Regions from separate parts of the Rattus norvegicus genome. Here region 1 is linked to region 2. Evidence: chromatin contacts called from public Hi-C data. All regions are on one chromosome and are shown on one strand. The core of a region is the stretch at or near the end of the contact, and the rest is flanking DNA. Distances in the headings are between cores, read along the strand shown. Region 1 overlaps Nek6 (NIMA-related kinase 6). Region 2 holds the start of Nek6 (NIMA-related kinase 6).

The links. A called contact is a pair of places that touch in the nucleus more often than the background predicts.
Region 1: a Hi-C map of liver shows a contact between it and region 2, with 1.9 times the contacts expected there. The contact joins the enhancer-like site here to the promoter of Nek6 in region 2. A contact is called at or near these places in 2 of 12 Hi-C or Micro-C datasets (Schwann cells and liver).

Annotation. Positions count from the first base shown.
Region 1 is chr3:42,763,271-42,766,832 of GRCr8, reverse strand. Nek6 (NIMA-related kinase 6) reads right to left here. Exons shown (of 10, transcript NM_182953.2): 10 at 807-2,166. The coding sequence ends at 2,056. Among named protein-coding and RNA genes, the nearest start is that of Psmb7, 62 kb to the left of the region's middle. Within about 2 kb of position 1,817, at least 3 of the 93 cell types and tissues checked have an H3K27ac peak or open chromatin away from gene starts, as enhancers often do. A contact at or near this core is called in liver, where this site is marked.
Region 2 is chr3:42,692,721-42,696,485 of GRCr8, reverse strand. It overlaps Nek6 (NIMA-related kinase 6), which reads right to left and starts at 2,492. Exons shown (of 10, transcript NM_182953.2): 1 at 2,397-2,492.

The sequences.
Region 1 (3,562 bases), core at 568-3,067, 71 kb before region 2:
GTACCACAGACAGAACAGAAACAGTTCTTACAAAGAGTTAGGAAGGGGTTGGGGATTTAGCTCAGTGGTAGAGCGCTTGCCTAGCAAGAGCAAGGCCCTGGGTTCAGTCCCCAGCTCCGGAAGAAAAAAAAAGGGGGGGGGGGAAAGAGTTAGGAAAACTTTGAGGAGTTAGTACTGGGTAGGAAGCAGTGACTTTGATCCTTCCCCAGAGTGAGTATTCTGGGGCTGGACACTGGAGTGCAGATTCCCTTGTGCAAACTGCTCGAAAGGGTACAGTGTATTTATTGAGGGCAGCAGCTTGGCTGATGAGTGTCAGAATTATTTGGGGAACTTAAACATAGCCTGGTGTTACTTGGACTGTTGGGGCCTCACAGGTTGTTTCTAAAGGCACCTCAAGAAGTTGTGCTGCTGCTGTGTGCTGGGTTTGGTCTGCAGTCCGAGACAGCACTGACATGGAGTCAGGGACCCCGTTCTGTCTAAAATATGGGGAGTTTGGTCTGAGTGGAGGCTGCATCTGGAGTATAGGCCTGCTCAGAGGGCAGTGGCTAGCCTGAAAGTTCCAAGACACAGGAGCACAGGCCTGTCACCAAGCGGTTACTTCTTGAATATTGCATAAACGAGTGCTTCTCAATCTTCCCAATGCTGCGACCCTTTAATACAGTTCCTCGTGTTATGGTAACTCACAGCCATAAAATTGTTCTCACTGCTACCTCCTAACTGTAATGTTGCTACTGTTATGAATCGTTATGTGCATACTTTTGGAGACAGGTTTGTCAAGGGTATCTCGATACACACATTGAGAACCACTAGCATAGAAGAACAAAATTCAGACTGTTTCCTCCAACACTTCAGTTTCCTTAAATTCACATTTATAAGTTAGTCTTCACAGTTAATCCTGTTGGGAATAAAAAGTAAGTGAACATATTTCTGCTTTTCCTGCACATAATACAATTATATTTTAATTCTTGACACGAATGGTCCATGACTTGAATTTTCTGAAGGGGTGACAGGCCATATTTTTGGATCACCTGCCACTGCTGGCTGATCTGCATCTCTGTTGGTTTGGCTTTTGTTGGTTGGTTTATTTTTGAGACAGGGTCTTATTTATGTAGTTCATTCCTGTTTCAAACTTCCTGTATTGCTCAGGGCAACCTTGGATTCTTGATCCTCCTGCCTCTACCTCTCAAGTGCTGGGATAACATGCTTAAACTGGCCCAGCTGAATAACATCTTTTGTTTAAATCCTGTCAGCCACCTGGAAGATAGATACCTTATTAGTCCCATTTGCAGATGAGGAAACGAAGGCCCAGAAAGACCAACACCTTGCCCAGGTCACTAGGAAGATACAGAACCAGAATTTGAAAAGAACAGTGTGAGAGCAAAGTTTTTGGCATTTTCTTGCTGTCTTCCTGGTGGATGAAGTGCCGTGGACTGTCCTGAAGTGAGCCATAGCGTTCCAGCAGGTGAGGATGGTACAAGGCAGGGATCAGAAGATCATGAGAACCCTCCTGTCTCCCAGACGCCACTTACGCCGAAATGCCGGGTGCTAGGTGCTCCTCCTCACTGTCATTCATCAAATTAGCAAATGCAGAGAAAATACTAGCGAAATCCCTACTCTAAACCATTATTTTCATTGTATCCCTTTACAAGAGAGTAAATGAAGCACTCAGTCTGATTGTATAGGAAGGAACTAAGAACTAAACCAACAGAGTCTTGCCCACACCAGTCACCCAGCTCCCTTCAGGTCTCCTGACAGTGTGGGCCTGGACAGGTCTGGGGCAGCCAGGCAGAGGTTCACATTTCAGTAGGCACAGGGCTTTTGATGACTGCCAAGCCCCTCCCCCACTAAAGCCCAGCTCAGATTGTCTGCAGCAGTTCAAAGAAAGGACTCTGGAGTTTGACCATAACCCAGCTGCCTTCAGCTCAGTGGCAGAGGTAGCCACCTTTGGGAGGCAGCTGAGAGTCCTCTGGTCTTGGCTGTGGGGGCTTCCAGGTACCACTTGGGGAGAGGACTCAAGTAAGACACGTGGCGTTTGGCTTTGCTGAGGTGTGGCATTCAGGTGCTGGATGTCCAGACGTGCATCTGTTTAGCCACCTGGTGCACATACTCAATGTCAGGTCGGTGGTTAGGGTCGGGGTAGATGCACATGCTGACCAGTTCCCGAAGCTGCAAGGAAAGACCATTCTGTTAGTCTTACAGTGCACTGCAGATGGTTTCAAGTGAACAGTACTTTTCAGGGTAAGTTACATGGTCACACAGATCCCACACGTGCATAGGCCTATCTGGTTCCAAAGGTGATGCTTTGAGACCCTGAGAATTTTACCCTCAAATAACCTTCAGTTTTCAACTGTGCACATGTATGTCCGCTGTCAGTCACACAAAGCCCAAACCAGAGAAAACTCAAGGAAAGGGCTTATTGATCATAATAAATGCATTAACATGCAGCAAGGCTGCAGTCTGCACACCCCCTGGCCTCTTCATTGTGCTCATGAAAGACACGCTTTTAATTATCCAGACACTGAAGGCTTTGCCCGCCAGGGTGGGGGAGGGGCACCTTAAGCCTCTGATCCCTTTAGTTCTGATAGCCAGAGTGCTAGTTATTTTAATGGTAATTAAAATAATGACCTTAAAAAGCCCGGGTCTTAAACATGCACCACTGGGCTGGCTGCAACATTTTCTATCTCAGTGCCTACTGCTGGGGGTGCTGTTGGTCACTAGCAAATATGAGAGGTGGAAGTCCTGGACCAGAGAGTCCTAGGGACTCAGGAAAGAGTCTGAGGAGGGCCCAGGCGTGTTCCAGAGGCCCTGGGGCTGCAGCATCCACTTCAGGCTCAGGGGGTCAGTCCTGAACTTCTGAAGCACTGAGCTGCTTTAACTGGCCCATTTTGTGATCCCATTCATTGCTGTGTAAAACACTAGGAATCCATGAGCTGATGACGATGATATATGCAACTTATCTGGAGTACAAGATCAACTACAGACAGTGATCCCTGAAGCTGTTTTGGAAGGGAACCATGGTTGACCCATCAGGTGAAAATTTGAAAGCTAGGTCAAGATGAAGTCTGCCCTGCAATCACTTAGAAGCAATCCAAAAGAGAAACAACAAAAAATAACAAAATAATACAGCATGATGATAACTTTAAAAGTAGGGTATGTTTAGGGACAGACCCTGTGCTAAGTAGCAGAATCTGGAGCTGCTGCCTGCCAGGCACATATCTAGTGAGATGGAATGGTTGCCTTAGGAAATTAAAGCTAAGGGCTCTGGGGGTCTTCATTTCTGCCTTGCAACTGAAGTGGGGTGAGTGGTACCCATTGGCAGACTAGCACAGGAGTGCAGAACTGATTAGAGCCAAAGTCCCATGTCTTCTAGTAGTGCAGAAATTCTAGAGTAAACAAGGAAAGGAACAAGCTAGTGCACAACAAACTTTGTGAAGAAAGTAACCCATTTTTTTTTCCTGCCCGCTTGTTCTTCAGACCACAGATACTTTCCCGAATGGCTAGTGAGAACTCCTCCAGCCACTGGAGCTGATGGAAGAGAGGGGTGATGTACAATTCTCTTTTT
Region 2 (3,765 bases), core at 1,243-3,742:
CCCTGGGACAACAGTTTGGGCATCCTTGGCACTTGAAAAGACTGTGTATTACCTTCATTCTGGTGGCTCGGTAGACTTGGGAGGACCTCTCCCCAAATTCTGGAACCAGGCAGGCCTGCAGAACCTGGCCTGTTATAAATCACTGAGCTTTATAACATGCTAGAAGAGCAAAAACACAATAAAGGTAGCCAGCCGGTGTGCCTCAAGTTAAGGAAGCCGGTCCTAGAATCCTGACTTTGCCATTTATCAACTTACCTAGATTTTACAGACTCTGTCCAGACAAGTCTGGGTTCAAAATCTGGGTGTACTGCCACTCTATAGCCTATGTCCCAGTTTCATCATCTATAGAATGGACACCATAACAGTTCTCATCTTACAATGTCGGTGGGAACAAGAAAAAATAACTTCAAACCTTGTGTACCAAGCCCAGCACCGGGCACATCCTCAATAATGGTGGACATGGGTCATGGTGCTACTTCCTCAGAACTCTGCCAGTCAGTTCATCTCCCCTGGTGTCTGTTTTCTCAGATAATAGAGACAATAACCTCCAACTTACAGGTGAGTCCTAATGAGGACATGAGTGTTCAAGTCCTCAGTGCCCAAGCTGTGCACCTTAGGAAGTCAAATGTCAAGTCTTGGGCTCAGTGAAGGAGGAAGGCCTAGAAGGCAGGCAGGTGGCTCAGACTTTGGCCACCACCCTCTCTCTCGTGGCCTGGGACACATTTGATCTTTCTATGATTCAGATGCCTTGGGCACAAACCCAAAAACAGAATGGAATACCAGGAGAGTTAAGGACCCCCAGAACCTCTCTCAGCACACAGTCTGTAAAGGATCCAACTCCTTTCCCTCCTCCTTTCCCGCACCATGTGCCACCTGGAAAGGTCAGCATCTCCATTTCTGGGAACCTAAACGGCTCTAAATCCTGGCCGGTCAACACTTAAGTCTGAGACTTGGGCTTTTTAAAGACAGCAAATGACTTTTGTAGTCATCTCTGAAGCAGACGGGGCTCGGAGGCTTACAACCACAGGGACCATTTTAAATCCCGGGCCTTTTCTTCTGGGAAGTTAGGCAAGAACCTTCCCAAATGTTTGCCGTGGGGCCCTCTGCCAGGGAGTGACTCACTCCTCCGCTCCCCACAGGCATATTTTATTTGGGGGTGGGGGATCCAGGGAGAGCCTGGGCCTGATGGGGGAGGGGAACAGTTTCAACACATCCAGAAGGTGGGGATATTTTTTCTTCTCCAGTTTTCAGGACAAAGAGGAAAAAAAAGAACGTGGGTCTTTTTTGTTTCCTTCCAGGTTTTGTGTGCTGAAAGATGATGTCCAAAGTTCACTGGTTAAGTTCCTCCTGTTGGGAGTCAGGCACCCATTCAATGAAATTCTTCTCCCATTAGCAACAGGGTTTTTAACATGCCCTTTTACACACACCAGACTCCTGTGAGGACATTTTCCCCTCAATAAGTCAACCTGTAGTTTGCAAGTGGTGTAAAACTCTGAACAGAAACTTTCTAAAGTTTGCTTTAAAGCCGTTGAAACTTTCAAACACACACGCACAAACTGTCAATCAAAACGTCACGAACAGCCCTTAAGGATGTGTCCCAAGCGTGCTGTCACCCATTTGTTACTGCCTCTGGGGCTCAGATAAATCAGGGGAATATGATTAACTTAGAGGAGCAGGCAGAGAGAGCAAGTATCTAGGGCCCTGGGTCTCCCTAGGGCCTAACCCCTAGATATGGGGGGCAGAGTCTAAATCTGGCCTAGCTAGAAACAGCCACGAACAAAGCCAGGGAACTAAGACGTATTTAGAAAACCTCAATTCAAGTGCAGCGCAGCCCCCTCCTCAGCCTGCGTGGCCATGCAGAGTTCTGCCAAGGCCAGACTGAGCAGCTTTCACCAGAATCAGAACCTGGGGGATCTGCGTGTCTGTCCCAGGGTCCCAGACTCACGGAATCCGACCCAGCACCGTCTCCGGACAGGGTCAGCCGACACCTCACACACACACTGGCCTGCAGTGTGGAGTGCTCAGCCTGGATCCTAAACACACACTCGTATGGAATTTGTACACTTTTGCCCGTGCACGTGTGCACACACTCACTCGGGAACGTTCAGACACGTGGGCACACGTACTCCTTGGCATCCACAGTAAACACACGATAAACCGATAAACCGAAGCGAAGCCAGTCCACACGCACCGGTCCACCCCAAACTCACAGTCGGGGCCCCTGATGTGCACACGCACGCACTCCCGCGCAGCGGGGCGGATGGAGCCCGCCGCAGATACCTCGGCCTCCTGCGGGCGTCCCCGCCGACTCCCCGGGCACGCGCGCGCGCCCACAACGCCTCGGGTAAAGGCCCCACGCCCTGGCCCGCGCCCCTCGCTGGTCCCAGGCCACTCACCGGCGCTGGCGGCTCTCTCGGCGGCGGGCAAGCGCGAGTCGCACGCGAATTGGCGGCGCTGCGGCCGCAGCTAGTCCGCCGGGTTCAGCCGCCGCTTCTGCGCGCGTCCGCGCGCCCGCCCCTCCCCGCCGCGGGGCCGCGCCGCCCCCTGCGCCGGTGCGCGCGGCCGCCACGCAGGCTAGGGGGCGCCGGGGGCGCGCTCCCAGCCTGGGTGCTTAATCGTCCAGCCCAGGTTGGAAGACTGAGGCTCAGACTCCAAATCCTGGCCACTGAACCCCTCTGCGCGGGCTCTAGACTCTATAAGATGCAGATTCGCTGGGTAACCAACTTGTGGACCCTTCCCCACACCCATGAATTCCCCATCAGCCGACATTGCTCCTATCACAGCCCTTGCAGGACTGAAATTGACCCATCCAACAGAGTGGAGAAGAAGGTGCAGTTCAGTTGATAGAATGCTTTCTTAATCTCAGCACTAGGGAAATTAGGTACCTGTCATCCCTGACTACGAAGGCTGAGGCAGGAATGTTTGAAATTCATTCATTCTTGGCTATTTAGCAAATCTCAAGCCAGTCTGGGCTTCATGAGACTCTGTCTTAAAAAAAAATTAGCATGAACAATAGTACAAAAAGTGTACAAATAGTGCTCAATACAGTTACAAAAGTAGGCCCCTAGGATAAATCCAAATCCCTGTCTCCAAAGCGCTAGTATCTCCTGGGGATACTGCTTTCCTGAGAGTCCCAGGCCAGCCAAGCATCAGGGTGCAGAAGGTTCTAGAAGGAGTAAGCGGCTCCACTAGGGGCCAGCCACATACCCTGGGGACTGGGTGGGGAGTACCTGAGTTTGATCTTCCAGACCCACACGAAGGGAGGAAAGAACTCTAGCAAAGAACTCTAGCAAATTGCCTCTAACCTCCACATGTCCTCCAAATGCACACGGAATGGCGTGGTTTTTTTTTTTTTTTTTTTTTGTTTGGTTGGTTTTTTTGTTTGTTTGTTTTTGTTTTTGTTTTTTTGGTTCTTTTTTTTCGGAGCTGGGGACCGAACCCAGGGCCTTGCGCTTCCTAGGCAAGCGCTCTACCACTGAGCTAAATCCCTAACCCTTTTTTTTTTTTTAAAGCCTTCATCTATGAATACTTAACAACCCCATTAGGATGTCTGGAGACCCTCACTTCCCCTCAAGAAAGGTTGCTCCTGGTTGGGACAGGTATTGCCGCTTCTGATTCTTTTAGACTGTCTGTGTCCCCAGAGCACCTTCCAGCTGTCCATTAATCTGCTGCACTAGTATGGGCACAGGACAGCATCCGGCTGATTATGTTCCGTTTTACCTATTCTACTCGAGTCCACAGTAATGAGGCTCACGACCTGTATAC